Linked DNA regions of Oncorhynchus mykiss: region 2 is linked to region 1. A link is a contact called in public Hi-C data. All regions are on one chromosome and are shown on one strand. The core of a region is the stretch at or near the end of the contact, and the rest is flanking DNA. Distances in the headings are between cores, read along the strand shown. Region 1 holds the start of map4k5 (mitogen-activated protein kinase kinase kinase kinase 5). Region 2 holds the start of l2hgdh (L-2-hydroxyglutarate dehydrogenase, mitochondrial).

Evidence for each region. Hi-C and Micro-C count contacts between places; a contact is called where the count stands out from the background.
Region 2: a Hi-C map of blood shows a contact between it and region 1, with 7 times the contacts expected there. The contact joins the promoter of l2hgdh here to the promoter of map4k5 in region 1. A contact is called at or near these places in 2 of 3 Hi-C or Micro-C datasets (blood and liver).

What each region holds. Positions count from the first base shown.
Region 1 is chr19:62,092,996-62,100,079 of USDA_OmykA_1.1, reverse strand. map4k5 (mitogen-activated protein kinase kinase kinase kinase 5) reads right to left here and starts at 4,639. Exons shown (of 34, transcript XM_036955319.1): 1 at 4,425-4,639; 2 at 3,274-3,564. The coding sequence starts at 3,381.
Region 2 is chr19:62,245,447-62,252,530 of USDA_OmykA_1.1, reverse strand. l2hgdh (L-2-hydroxyglutarate dehydrogenase, mitochondrial) reads right to left here and starts at 3,804. Exons shown (of 10, transcript XM_036955320.1): 1 at 3,716-3,804. The coding sequence starts at 3,804. dmac2l (ATP synthase subunit s, mitochondrial) reads left to right here and starts at 3,943. Exons shown (of 5, transcript XM_021574903.2): 1 at 3,943-4,083; 2 at 4,505-4,619; 3 at 4,838-5,046; 4 at 6,072-6,243; 5 at 6,479-7,076. The coding sequence starts at 4,516. The coding sequence ends at 6,593.

The DNA.
Region 1 (7,084 bases), core at 3,390-5,889:
TCCACAAAGGGAGGATTCATCGCTCCAAGAGGTCCAGGAACTACCTTCCTCTTCAAACCAGTGTGACATTTCTCAAATTTAAGTTTGCACATTACAACAAAATCAGCCCAGGATAAAATCTGAATAAGCAAAATATTGTCAGTTTAATCTTCAGGACAAACAGACAGAGATAGCTGAAAGTCCAGGGATAGAATTGAAGGATTTTGGGCACTGGCAAGCCTGGCTAGTAGACCACAATGTTATCTAGATCAGTTACAAAAACCTGTGCTATGAGATATCTTAAAAAGACCCAATTGTACTTTTTGGCAGGCTAGTTGGAAACATTTTCTACGAGCCTGGTCTGATAAGTACTAGCTTCGGGCTAGCTTAAAATGTCCATCCCTGGATGAAACACACTCATCAAAAGAGAGAAGAGCCGAGTAACAAAACAACCAATCAAACTCAACCCTCATGGGTTTACTTCCTGGTCCTCTCAATTTGACAAATATCTCCGTCACATGGGGCGGCTCTAGTGGTTAGAGCGTTGGACTAGTTGCAAGTTCAAACCCCCGAGCTGACAAGGTACAAAATCTGTCGTTCTGCCCCTGAACAAGGCAGTTAACCCACTGTTCCTAGGCCGTCATTGAAAATAAGAATTTGTTCTTAACTGACTTGCCTGGTTAAATAAAGGTTAAAAAAAAAAAAAATCAGTGCCCTACTGCAGACCAAAGTCATTGTTTATGTGAAGGACTTTTCAAATTTGAAGTATTTCCCGCTGACAGTACGGCAAAAAACACTCCCATTCTTGGGCACATGTTTAGACAAGGACCTGATCGTATTTCACTCTGCCTGCCGTAGTCCCGGACCGCATGTCAAATGGTACCCTATTCCCCTATTTAGCCCTAAGTGTCCTGGTCAGAAATAGTGCACTAAAATGGGGAATAGGGTGCCATTTGGAACTTGGCATACGTGTTCACGGCTCGGGGGAAAATACCAGGCACTGCATTCCGCCAGTGGACTGCCTCGGCTGTGGGGGCTCTGTGTCTGGGGTGGGTGTAGCCTTCCACAGATTACTTAGTGAGGCGAGGGCTTGACAGACTGGCTGCTTCAACTATCACACACGGGAGCAAATTGGTAGCCAAGTCATCCATTACAAAGAGGTAAACAAGAACACTTAAAAAAAAATACAAAAATAAGAAAAATAAAAAAAAGTTTGAAATGCAACTGTCTGCACACGTGTGATTTTGAACTTGGGAACAGACAGGAAAATGTCTAGATTGGAAGGCTCAAATTCCGATCCAATAAATTGTCCCTTTGTTAATACTCTCTCCTCATAGCTTTGCCAGGAAAATGAGAAACTGGCGCTGGATCGCACCTATCTTTCCCTACCAATCCATCTAACTTCTACTATAGCCACATGCTCCAAAAAACAATAACTGAGGTGGGGGGGTTGCAGTACAATGCTTTATTACATGGGTTATTTCCCAAATGGCACCCTATTCCCTAAATAGTGCACTACTTTACCAGGGCCCATAGTGCTCTGGTTAGAAATAGTGCACTATATAGGGAATAGGGTGCCATTTGGGAAATAACATCCTATTCCATATATATAAATAGTGCACTACTTTACCAGGGCCCATAGTGCTCTGGTCGAAAATAGTGCACTATATAGGGAATATGGTGCCATTTGGGAAATAACCATGGGTTACAGATAAATAAGTCTGGTGGTCCATACTGGGGAAACTAAATACAACACAGGGTTACTAAGATAAATGACCTGACAAAGTTCATGTTTTTCTGGCAGCGAATAACATCAGAAAGGCATTGGGTTGCCCAAATGAATCCTTCTTCCCAGTTTTAAAGCAGTGTACTGTGTATATCATCGCTACCCATAGAATGATTCTGGTTTCTGACTGTACATCCAAGTATGTGGAACTGCTAAGCAATGTTCTGACAACGTCATCGAAACATACGAAATACCTTCTTTTTTTATTTAACTAGGCAAGTCAGTTAAGAACAAATTCATGTTTACATGCCTGTTCAAGGGCAGAACGACAGAATTGTACCTTGTCAGCTCGGGTGTTTGAACTTGCAACCTTCCGGTTACTAGTCCAACGCTCTAACCACTAGGCTACCCTGCCGCCCCCACCTTCAGAGTAAAGATATTGGTTCAATCCAACGGTGTAGCTACTGATATAAAAATAGGTTAGACGTAAAAACTTATATTCATTGTCGTTGCTACATCACGTGTGGAATTTTCCTTGTTGCACATAAAAGACAACAAAAACAGGAAATCAGCTCCAAGTGATTTTTTTAAATTTAAGAAATCTGTTCATGTATTCCCACGCAATAGTACAAATGTAAGCAAGGTTTGAAATGACTGTTTTAGTCAAACATATCTGTTGGTGGCTTCTTGCGGTCAATTTGCTAGTCTACAAATGATTTGTAATTATGCTCCGCCCCAACTCACCCTCCAACTATCCGCTCCAGAAAAAAAACGAAGCAGAAAAAGAAACAGCCAGCGGGTGAATCTAGTTGAAGATCCCTGGGGTAGACTGCCGTGTCCTTCAGCTACTGTATATGGAACCCAAAACACCAGAGCGATAACATGGCGGGGGGGGGGGGGGCAGATGCTAAACTCATTAGGAGTAAATGAAAAGGTAAATGAAAGCCTTTGTGGTAGGTGACTCACCACTCTAAATAAATCCTCTATAAAACTCCACAAGACAGGTCCCGTCAAAACAGGCAAAAGTGAATTAAGAAAAACGGATAACTAAGAGCTTGATAACATACCTAGGTATAGGTTTCCTATTGACGTCAGGCTGCAAAGACATAGTTTAAAACAGATAACGAAATACTTCACATGCCATGAAGACGAGCATTCACTTTAGTTTCCATTCAAAAACTAAAATGCCCCTGTAACTACTGGCAAACTGGCAACAGTAAAGGTTCAGTGCTTTGCATCAAGGTGCTAGTAGGCTATACAACATACACACCGGCCATCGCAGAACTTCACTAACATCTTGGATATAAAAGCTTTAACACATTGAGAGAAAGAGAAATGAACTACGGGCCTGGGGGAGTGTAATCCTACCTTGACAACTTCATGTCAGTAGCTCTGGCCAGATTTCAATAGGAATTAGATAGGGGATAGAAGCACTCAAGCACAGGGATCTCGTGCCTCCCAACAGATGTGTGTGCTTGTTTTGGTTAGACAGAGATCTAAATTCAGAACACCCAAATCTAATACAGACTGTTTATTCAGTTTGATGGTAGCTTTAAAAAAAAAAATACCTTGTACACATCTCCATATGTGCCGCTCCCAACTCGTTGAATAAGCTCGAAATCCTGCTGCGGGTTTTTTCTTTGAATTTCTCCACTAGGTCTTGGAAAGATATCCATAGCAGCTAGCTAATTGGCTGGATAGCTTGTCAACACCTAGCTACTTTACATTTAGCTAGCTAGTTAGCTTGTGCAAATACACACGTCACTATCATTCGAGAGGAGTACTTCAAGTTGTGATAACTTGCTTCTTCTCTAAAGCTGCAGAAGTGCTGCTTCCAAATCTGGCCTCTGGTCCATTTCCTGCCAATGAGACAGAGAAGAAAAGTTAATGAGGAAACCTCTAGCTAATAGCTTGGTGCCTTGAACTGCACACACACAGTGTTGCTAAATACTGCACAATTTAAACACTTTCCAACCCCCCCCCCCCCCCCCCCCCCAAACACGTTAAAATGGGACTATAAATTGTGCCTTCCATTATTATACTAATGCTATAATGTTTATTATACTTTGAGATTTACTTTATGTTCGTATTCTTATGTTTTGTCATTTATTTTTGTTGTTGCATTGTTGAGAAGGTACATGCAAGTAAGCATTTCGTTGGACGTTGTATAGTAAGTTATACTATGTGTATCCTGTACATACTAACGTTACTAATGAAACTTTAAACTTTAAAAGGTAGCTACAAACCACAGATATAATTTCACAACAAAGACCGTCAAGAATCAACTGATTTGCTGACCAGCCGGTTAGGTATAGAGGATAGCAAGCTAGCTAACAGTAACTAACTTCCAAACGGCTAACGTTAGCTTACGAAAAAAAGTCAGCAGATAAACAATATAGATATAATCACTGAATGTATATAACGTTAGAGAGTTAATCAAATTAGTTGGTTACTATAGCTACCGGAGCGATATTATTAAACTGTTTTTTCCAAAACATTAGCTAAACTTCTGGTTTTCATCCTTCTTCTCTAATAAAATATACTAATTCAGAAAATGGGACACCAGACGAGTGCAATTAACTACCATGTAGAAACTAACAAGTGTTTCGGCCTTCCACTCCATGACCAAGAATAGTCAGCCTGGCTATCTATTTAGCATTACCCCGCAACTAACATGCGCTAACTAGCCGTTAGCTAATCCAACGTCTGCTCCACTTACCAATTACTCCATATACGTTTGACATACGAAAAGTAATATGTTCAATTCCTTTTCATCCCCCCCAAAAAACAAAACAAAAAAACATAAAAGTATTATTTATTCCTCAGAGAAAGTGTAAACTTCTTGCTGGCTGCTCACTCAGCAACGGCAACAAAAAAAAACGTATCTCGGCTGGAAGTCCCAACCTCACGTTTTCGACGTTATCACGTCATTTCCTCCTGTTGACAGTAGGAGCTGCTACTCACTAGGGGAAATATACTTTATTGTCACCTCACGTTTTCGACGTTAACACGTAATTTCCTCCTGTTGACAGAACGGGCTGCTGCTACTAACTAGGAGAAATGTACTTTATTGTCACCCATGCGTTCAACTGTAAACGCTAACTAGATTGCAAGAATAACAACAACTAACATCATTGAATCGATCAAAAAAAATCTATTGAAAGCATTGTTTTTGTCCAGACGAAATGACTGTCACTCTGATATATGACGTGCGACTACTGCCACCTAGTGATGCAAGCAAGCAACTGTAACAGAGAAGAATAAAACTATTCCTGTAGATATTACAACTAAAATTAGAGATTAATTTGGGATCTTCTGTCATGAGACCATTCATATTTAATTGTTGAATTGTATTATTTTTTAGAGTGGTAATTACACTTTCTTCTTCAGCTCTCTACTCTACTCACATGTTTTCATAAATATTTTCCAACCTCATATTTAAAAAGCTCCCAGTTATTACTGTATGAATTGTCCTTTATAGTTCTAAGTATTGTGAGGTGTCCTCAAATCAATTGGGGAGGCTGAGGGGGAAACAGTTTAATCACCTTATTATATTTGAACACATCATTTATTCTATTGAACACCTTAAAAATAATAATAATAATAATAATAATAATAATAAGTCTCCTGGGACTGATGGTAAACCTGCTGAGTTTTACACAACGTTTTCTCAATTTCTGTTAGAGGTCTTTTCTGAAAGCATTGCAAATAATGCTCTCCCTCCCAGTTTGACTCACGGTCTGATTACATTAATACCCAATCCCAAGAAAGACTTGCTTCTCCTCGATAATTGGCGTCCAATCTATCTGGTCAATAACGACTACAAAATATTAGCCTATATATTTGCAAAAAGAATAAAGTCAGTATTGGACTCAATTATAGAAGAGACCCAATCTGGCTTCACGAGGAACAAACATATATGTAATCATATCCGACTGGTGACTATTCTGATCTAATCTTCAAAGATAGTTTTATTGTCTTCATAGACTTTTATACAGCCTTCGAATACAGTGGAACATGAGTTTATATTTCTCTTCCTGAAGAAATGTGGTTTTGGGGAATTCTTTTGTAGTACTATTAAAACTATTTTTAATCAAATCAAATCAAATTGTATTGGTCACATACACATGGTTAGCAGATGTTATTGCGAGTGTAGCGAAGTGCTTCTAGTTCCTCCAGTGCAGTAGTATCTAACAAGTAATCTAACAATTCCCCAACAACTACCTAATACACACAAAACTAAAGGGGTGAATGAGAATCTGTACATATAAATATATGGATGAGTGATGGCTGAGCGGCATAGGCAAGGTGCAATAGATGGTCTTTTTTTTTTATACAATATACAGTATATACATATGATATGAGTAATGTAAGATATGTAAATATTATTAAAGTGACATTATTTAAAGTGGCATTGTTTAAAGTGACTTGTGAACCATTTATTAAAGTGGCCAGTGATTGGGTCTCAATGCAGGCAGCAGCCTCTCTGAGTCAGTGATGTCTGTTTAGCACTCTAATGGCCTTGAGATAGAAGGTGTTTCTCAGTCTCTCTGTCCCCGCTTTGATGCACCTGTACTGATCTCGCCTTCTGGATGGTAGCGGGGTGAACAGGCAGTGGCTCGGGTGGTTGTTGTCCTTAATGATCTTTTTTGCCTTCCTGTGACATCAGGTGTTATAGGTGTCATGGAGGGCAGGTAGTTTGCCCCCGGTGATCCATTATATGAATGGGAACAGCTCCGTGAAGCATGGCACTTCTCCTAGATTTGATTTGAAAAGTGGAATTAGGCAAGTGTGCCCACTTTTGCCTTACCTCTTCCTGCTTGCAACCCAACTTCTTACAAGTTTTGGTAAATCAAGTGATATAAAATGGATCTCTATAGCTGACAGAGATATTAAAATGGATCTCTATTGCTGACAGAGATATTAAAAGGGATCTCTATTGCTGACAGAGATATTAAAAGGGATCTCTATTGCTGACAGAGATATTATCATAAGTCAGCTTGCAGATGACACCACCCTCATTTTGAAAGATGCTGACCAGATTCCTAGAGCAGTTGATGTGATAAATATTTTTTCCAAAGCATCTGATCTTTGTCTAAACCTTAATAAGTGTTAATTGTTTGCCCTTAAAGACAGTGTGATACCCTCTATATGCAATATTCTAGTCTAGGAAAAAGTAACGTACCTTGGGATAACCATATGTAAAGATGCTCATTCAATTTCATACCTATTATTGAAAAAAAAAAAAAAGTTCAGAGGGATTTATCCTTGAAAGGCCGAGTATTGCTTTCTAAAGCAGAAAACCAGACTTACTTATGCAGCCCAGTCCCTACATACAGCCCAGTCCCTACATGCAGCCCAGACCCCTACATGTAGCCC
Region 2 (7,084 bases), core at 2,555-5,054, 150 kb before region 1:
CCTTGTTGATAATGTTGTTAAGAAGGTAGAAACTAGGGCCTGTAGGACCTGCCTTGTTGATAATGTTGTTAAGAAGGTAGAGCAGCGCTTTATTATGGACAAACTTCTCCCCATCTTAGCAACTGTTGTATCAACATGTTTTGACCATGACAGTTTACAATCCAGGGTTACTCCAAGCAGTTTGGTCACCTCAACTGGCTCAATTTCCATGTTATTTATTACAAGATTTAGTTGAGGTTTAGGGTTTAGTGAGTGTTTAGTTCCAAATACAATATTTTTAGTTTTATAAATGTTTAGGGATAACTTATTCCTTGCCAGCCACTCTGAAACTAACTGCAGCTCTTTGTTAAGTGTTGCAGTCATTTCAGTCGCTGTGGTAGCTGACGTGTATAGTGTTGAGTCATCCCCATATATAGACACTCTGGATTTACTCAGTCAGTGGCATGTTGTTAGTAAAGTTCCTCAGTGTACACATCAACAATAAACATGGTCCAAACACACCAAGGCAGTCATGAAGAGGGCACGACAACACCTATACCCCCTCAGGAGACTGAAAAGATTTGGCATGGGTCAGATCTTCAGATCCTCAAAAGATATACAGCTGCACCATCGAGAGCATGGTTGCATCACCGCCTGGTATGGCAACTGCTCGGCATCCGACCGCAAGGCACTACAGAGGGTAGCGCATACGGCCCAGTACATCACCGGGGCTCAGCTTCCTGCCATCCAGGACCTCTATACCAGGCGGTGTCAGAGGAAGGCCCTAAAAAGTCATATATACCCCCAGCATATTTGATTTGATATATATATAGCCTCCCTATTGTTATTCTACTGCTGCTCTTTAATTATTTGTTACTTATCTATTTTTTTTACTTGACACTTATTTTTCTTAAAACTGCATTGTTGGTTAAGGGCTTGAAAGTTAGCATTTCACTGTAAGGTCTACACTTGTTGTATTCGGGGGTATGTGACAAAACATTTGATTGTTAGTCTATATCAATTCCCCATTACATATATCACCAGTATTACCATGGCAAGGTGACTAGGAATATGGTTGAATACAAACAGTGTAGTTATTCCCTCCGTAAGGCAAAAGAACAGGCAAAATGTCAGTACAGAGACAAAAGTGGAGTCGGAATTCAACAGCTCAGACATGAGACGTATGTGGCAGGGTCTACAGTCCCAAGGACTGTGGGCTCTTGTTCTCTGTGGCCGTCGTGAACAAGACATTTTAAGCGAGTTAGCCCTCGCAAGGCTACCGGCCCAGACGGAATCCCTAGCCGCGTCCTCAGAGCATGCGCAGACCAGCTGTCTGGAGTGTTTACGGACATATTCAATCTCTCCCTATCCCAGTCTATTGTCCCCACGTTTCAAGATGTCCACCATTGTTCCTGTACCCAAGAAAGCAAAGGTAACTGAACTAAATGACTATCGCCCCGTAGCACTCACTTCTGTCATCATAAAGTGCTTTGAGAGGCTAGATAAGGAGCATATCACCTCTACCTTATCACACCCTAGACCCACTTCAGCTTGATTACCACCCCAATAGATCCACAGACGATGAAATCTCACTGCACACTGCCCTATCCCATCTGAACAAGAAGAATACCTATGTAAGAATGCTGTTCATTGACTACAGCTCAGCATTTAACACCATAGTACCCTCCAAGCTCATCATTAAGCTCAGGGCCCTGGACTTCCTAACAGCCCCCCCCCAGTTGGTGAAGGTCGGAAACAACACCTCCCTCTTTGCTGATCCTCAACACAGAGGCCCCACAAGGGTGCGTGCTCAGCCCACTCCTGTACTCCCTGTTCACCCATGACTGCGTGGCCACGCACGCCTCCAACTCAATCATCAAGTTTGTAGAAGACACAACAGTGGTAGGCTTCGATGGGGCCGCAGTGGAGAAGGTGGACGCCACTGCCCATTTGAATTGGTCCACCCACACAGGCAGTGTGGCGACGAAGACGCAACAGAGCCTCTTCAACCTCAGGAGGCTGAAGAAATTCAGCTTGAGCCCTAAGACCCTCACAACCTTTTACAGATGAACAATTGAGAGCATCCTGTCGGGCTGTAATCACCAACCTGGTACGGCAACTGCACCGCCCGCAACCGCACGTCTCTCCAACGGCTGGTGTGGTCTGCCCAACGCATTGCCTGGAGCACACTGCCTGCCCCCCAGGACACCTACAGCACCCGATGCCACAGGAATGCTAAAAAGATCATCAAGGACATCAACCACCCGAGCCACGGGCTGTTCACCCCGTTACCATCCAAAAGGTGAGGTCAGTACAGGTGCATCAAAGCTGGGACAGAGAGACTGGACAAAAGCTTCTATCTGAAGGCCATTAGACTATTAAATAGCCATCACTAGCCGGTTACCACCCGGCTACTCAACCCTGCACATTAGAGGCTGCTGCCCTATAGACATGGAATCACTGTCCACTTTAATAATGTGTATTGTTGTGAATTGTTAGATATTACTGCACTGTTGGAGCTAGGAATGCAAGCGTTTCGTTACACCGGCAATAACATCGCATGTGACCAATGACATTTTATTAGATTTGATGAAAACCATAACTAGCACGCAGATTGGTAGAAATTGTAAGAAATTGACATTCAACATGAGAAAGGTTGCTGATTCCTCGTGTTGCCTTTTACCGGCAACATCAGGAGAGGAATGGCAAATCTGCAAAAGTCAGCAGGAAGGAGTGGGAGGAGAATAGTTGGGTCAGGTTAATGTTTTTTTTTCCTTCTGGTTATCTAGATCTCTGGTGCCTTTGCGAGGCATTTGTCTTATTTCATCAAATGGTAAGAGTCAGACAAGCTCAATGCGTTTTGTTGATTTTATTAAAACACATAGGGTGTGTCTATCGATTGGTCGAAAGAACTGACGACTTTCAGTTGACCAAGATTTTTTTTGTCGTTGTTGTAGACAGCCCTACTGTTTGCAAAGGTGTCAGGAGCTTGCAGGGATTTGTAGTCTTGCATTCTGTCTACTTTGATGCTAATTAGCATTTTCGAAACAAAGTAAAGAGCCAAATGTATTGATTAAAGTCACCTTGTTCGAGAGAGATTTACAAGGTTATCAAAACGTTAAGCCAGGGTAAACCTACACGAAACACCCCTTATTTTAAGTGTTTCTAAAACTCACAATGGGGAAAAATGTATTGTGGAAAAACGATTGGAACCATTTCCCTGTTTGACCGCTAGGTTTTATGGGTATTATGACACCTCCACTGTGGGACTCTAGTGTATAGAGACCAATCACTGCAGCTGTTCACTCCATGTTAGTGGGCAAATGTACATTATCAAATCAAAACACAGCCTTCATTTACGTTGTGACGCACGGATGTTCCAAACTCCGTTTTTAGACGAGACTGACTTTATGACCAAAGTTGTCCTATTTACATTTTATTGTCAACTTTGACAATCGAATAACTGTCTCCGACTCATATCGATGCCACATATGCCGTTTTCAAAGGGATTCGTTGGTCTTTTAAAAGGCAGCCATTCTTTATTTAATTAAACTTAAATATAGAGCCTGTCGCCGGCGAACATACCGGCTGTGCACATCAAGCCCAGATCATAGTCTCGTTAGTGGAGATCCATAAAGCCCACTGGCAGTTGCCTAGGCTAGACAATTTGGTACTTTCCCACCTCTGCACACACACTCACCCGTGTCTCTCCACTCACCCGTGTCTCTCCACTCACCTGTGTATTCTAGCTGTTCTGCATGTCGTGGACTTTGGCACCGTTGCAAATAAGGCAGCAAATGACGCGCTGTTTAGTGTCCGTATCATTTCGACAGAGATTGAATAGCAACCTATACTCGCTTTGACAGTAACATCAATCGCCGTGCACACATATTGTGTGAATATGTTTTAAACAGCAGTTGTCCACAAGGTTTCTCATGCTATGGCAACTTAATCAAATTCCTTGCTTGACACGAAGCTCCGCCCCTTTGACCCTTCACCCACTTTGAGGAGCCAATGGCAAGGCGCGTCTCTCGTACGTAACGGGTTAAAGGTCAGAACACTGCAGACATGTTCATCATGTAAATACAATAGCGAACTGACAAGGTAAGTCAATTATCAGCTTGTTAACAAATACCTCAACGAATAAAATCTCACACATCTTGATTGCTTTGAACGTTTTGTTTTTTTTAAGCAAATTGTGTTTATTTGTGTCTTGCGTGGTGCTGCATTATCCTACGTCCATTGGTTACTGTCTGCAGCTATTAGGTAATGCTTTGTAACACAGTTGATCTTGGATTAATTTAGCTAACCTGTCTGTCTGGATCAAAGCAACGTGATTCAGTGTTTAGACATCATTCTAAATGAGTGTTTCGATGGTAAAAAAAAAATTTGACACGCATTTTAAAAAGCCCATCAGTCTTACATTAGAGATGACACCCCTCAACGTATATGTTCAGGTCTGAAAGACATTACACGGTATGAAGCTGCTGTCGCAGTAATATAATACTATGTAATGTCTTTTCAGACCTGAAGATAATGAGGCTGCTGTCCAAGCCAGCACTGCAGGCCGTTCTCTCCTCACAGAAAACACATGAGGGCAGCAGACCGTTCTGGGGATGGCTCAATGCTGTCTTCAACAAGTGAGTGATACAATCATCAGTCTTGATCAACAGCATCTAATATTAGACTTTAGCTAACAGAATATTTACCATTTTATCAGACACTCTTATCCAGAGTGATAGATTAGTAATGTACTAATAGTTTACTCAGTGGACCACAATATAGCGGAGGTAGTAATGACTATATTCATTATGTATTTGTAATAATGTAATACCAGTAGTTGCATTCTTGTCACCAGAGTTGACTATGAGCGTATCAAGGCGGTGGGCCCAGACCGTGCTGCTGCAGAGTGGCTGACAAGGTGCGGTGCCAAGGTGAGGTTCCAGGGGTTCGACCGTTGGCAACATGACTACAACGGCCTGCCCACCGGCCCTCTGGGGCGATACAAGATCCAGGGCATCGACGCCACAGACTCTTGCATCATGTACAAAGGCTTCGATCACCTGGGTACGTTATCCAATGCAGCCTTCCGATCTCCAAAACCTTTTTTTTGTTTTTTGGTGTTCGTGTCTCTCTATCCCCTCGACGGTGAGGTGAAACCCTGTGGCAGAGGTCTCACTATTCTCAGAACCAGATATGGTGATTATGCTGAGCAGCAACTCAATTTTGTGTTTACAATCTGACACAAGACACGAATGTCTTGTTCTAGTGACTTTGACTAAATACAAATCAATTTATTAAAAGACAGTCTTCTATTATATCAATTATTCACTTTTAATTTAAGCATTGCATGCCCTCGGGGGGGGGGGGGGGGGGGGGGGGGGGGGGGGGGGGGGGGGCGAATAGAATTCTGTATTTTTAACAAGAGAAAGATTTCAGTTCCAAATGGCTGACTCTAATGTTCAGCTAATCCCATACAATCCGACACCTGGGCGTGTTAAGAGGTGAGGGTGAAAGTTAGTGTCTTCCAGACTGTTTACCTGATGAGTGACGCAAGAGAGCAGGATGTTTTACACCAGAAAGAGAGACTGAGAACACTGTCTGTCACCCTGCCCGGCCTGGTCTGGCATGCTTAGCACTGGGCTCAGAGAAACCTCTATGGAACCCTCTGTAGCCTGGTCTGGCATGCTTAGCACTGGGCTCAGAGAAACCTCGATGGAACCCTCTGTAGCCTGGTTGCAGCTCTTTATCCTGTATTGCAACATCCTGTGACTTGTTGTCATGACAATTTATTTTATTTATTTAACCATTTATTTAACTAGGCAAGTCGGTTAAGAACAAATTCTTATTTACCATGACGACCTAGGAACAGTGGTTTCACTGCCTTGTTCAGGGGCAAAACGACATATTTTTACCTTGTCAGCTCGGGGGATTCGATCTAGCAACCTTTCAGTTACTGGCCCAACGCTCTAACCACTAGGCTTTCTGCCTGCTCCACACTGACCATAAGAGTTGGCAATATAGCACAATCAGATCTGGGACCAAGCTGCTAAAATTAAATGTACGTTGAATTCAATGTTTCCCTTCCCTAGATGGACTAGAGCATGTCGAAGAGCTCAAACTCATCAAGAGTATGTACATAGAGGATGCCTGCTTAGAGAGAATAAGCACCATAGAGAACCTACAGGCCAGCCTGTACAAGATGGAGGTGGTCTCCTGTGGGAACGTGACTGACAAGGGTATCATCGCTCTGCATAAACTCAGGTGGGTCTGCTACTGTGCCTGGGAACATCATTATGGTAGTGTGGCTGTACTATATGCCAACGAGTTAAAAATATGTGGATATTGATCCCCCGAAGCTATAGAAACAAACAACAAGGTGGGGTTATAGGCGGAGGCTGTTTTCATGTTGACGTTCCGGCACAAGGCTTTTCTCATGACCAGTCTCCATGGTTACTTGACTATATTAGTCAAACTAAATATACACACTATCTCCCAGGAGTCTAGAGCATCTGTACCTCAGCGATCTGCCAGGCGTGGTAGAGAAGGAGAAGACCGTAGAGAGACTCCAGACAGCTCTACCTGGGCTGGACATAGAGCTGGACCTGGTCTGACAGACTGAGGATGAACCCACAACCACAGGCTGTGACTGACCGACACAGAGGACCAGTCCGGCACAGTGGGTAGTGTCATGACGACCAGAAGATGCACGTTGTCTTGTAGCAACACATTGTAGCACATAGTAAAGTGTTCTGCAACGAAAATTTGACTCAATGTTTTGGTCCCTTTTTTTTTTTCCCCCTCCCCTGTTTGGTTTCTAGTGAATACGACCCTGGTCCCAGATCTGTTAGTGCCGTCTCACCATGGCCTCCTATGGCCTACTCCTATGGGTTATGGTCATTGGCATAGGAGTTGGCAAGACTGCACCAACACATCTGGGACCAGGATAGTGGGACACGGGACAAATGAGATTATTATCGCAACATGTTTTCAACTGGACTTTATTGGTATTGACTCCAAAACATACGTATGACAGGAATTGTTTTCCTTAATGTTTATTAAATGACTTCATTAAAAAAAGTACAGACTGTAACAAGGCGGAGGA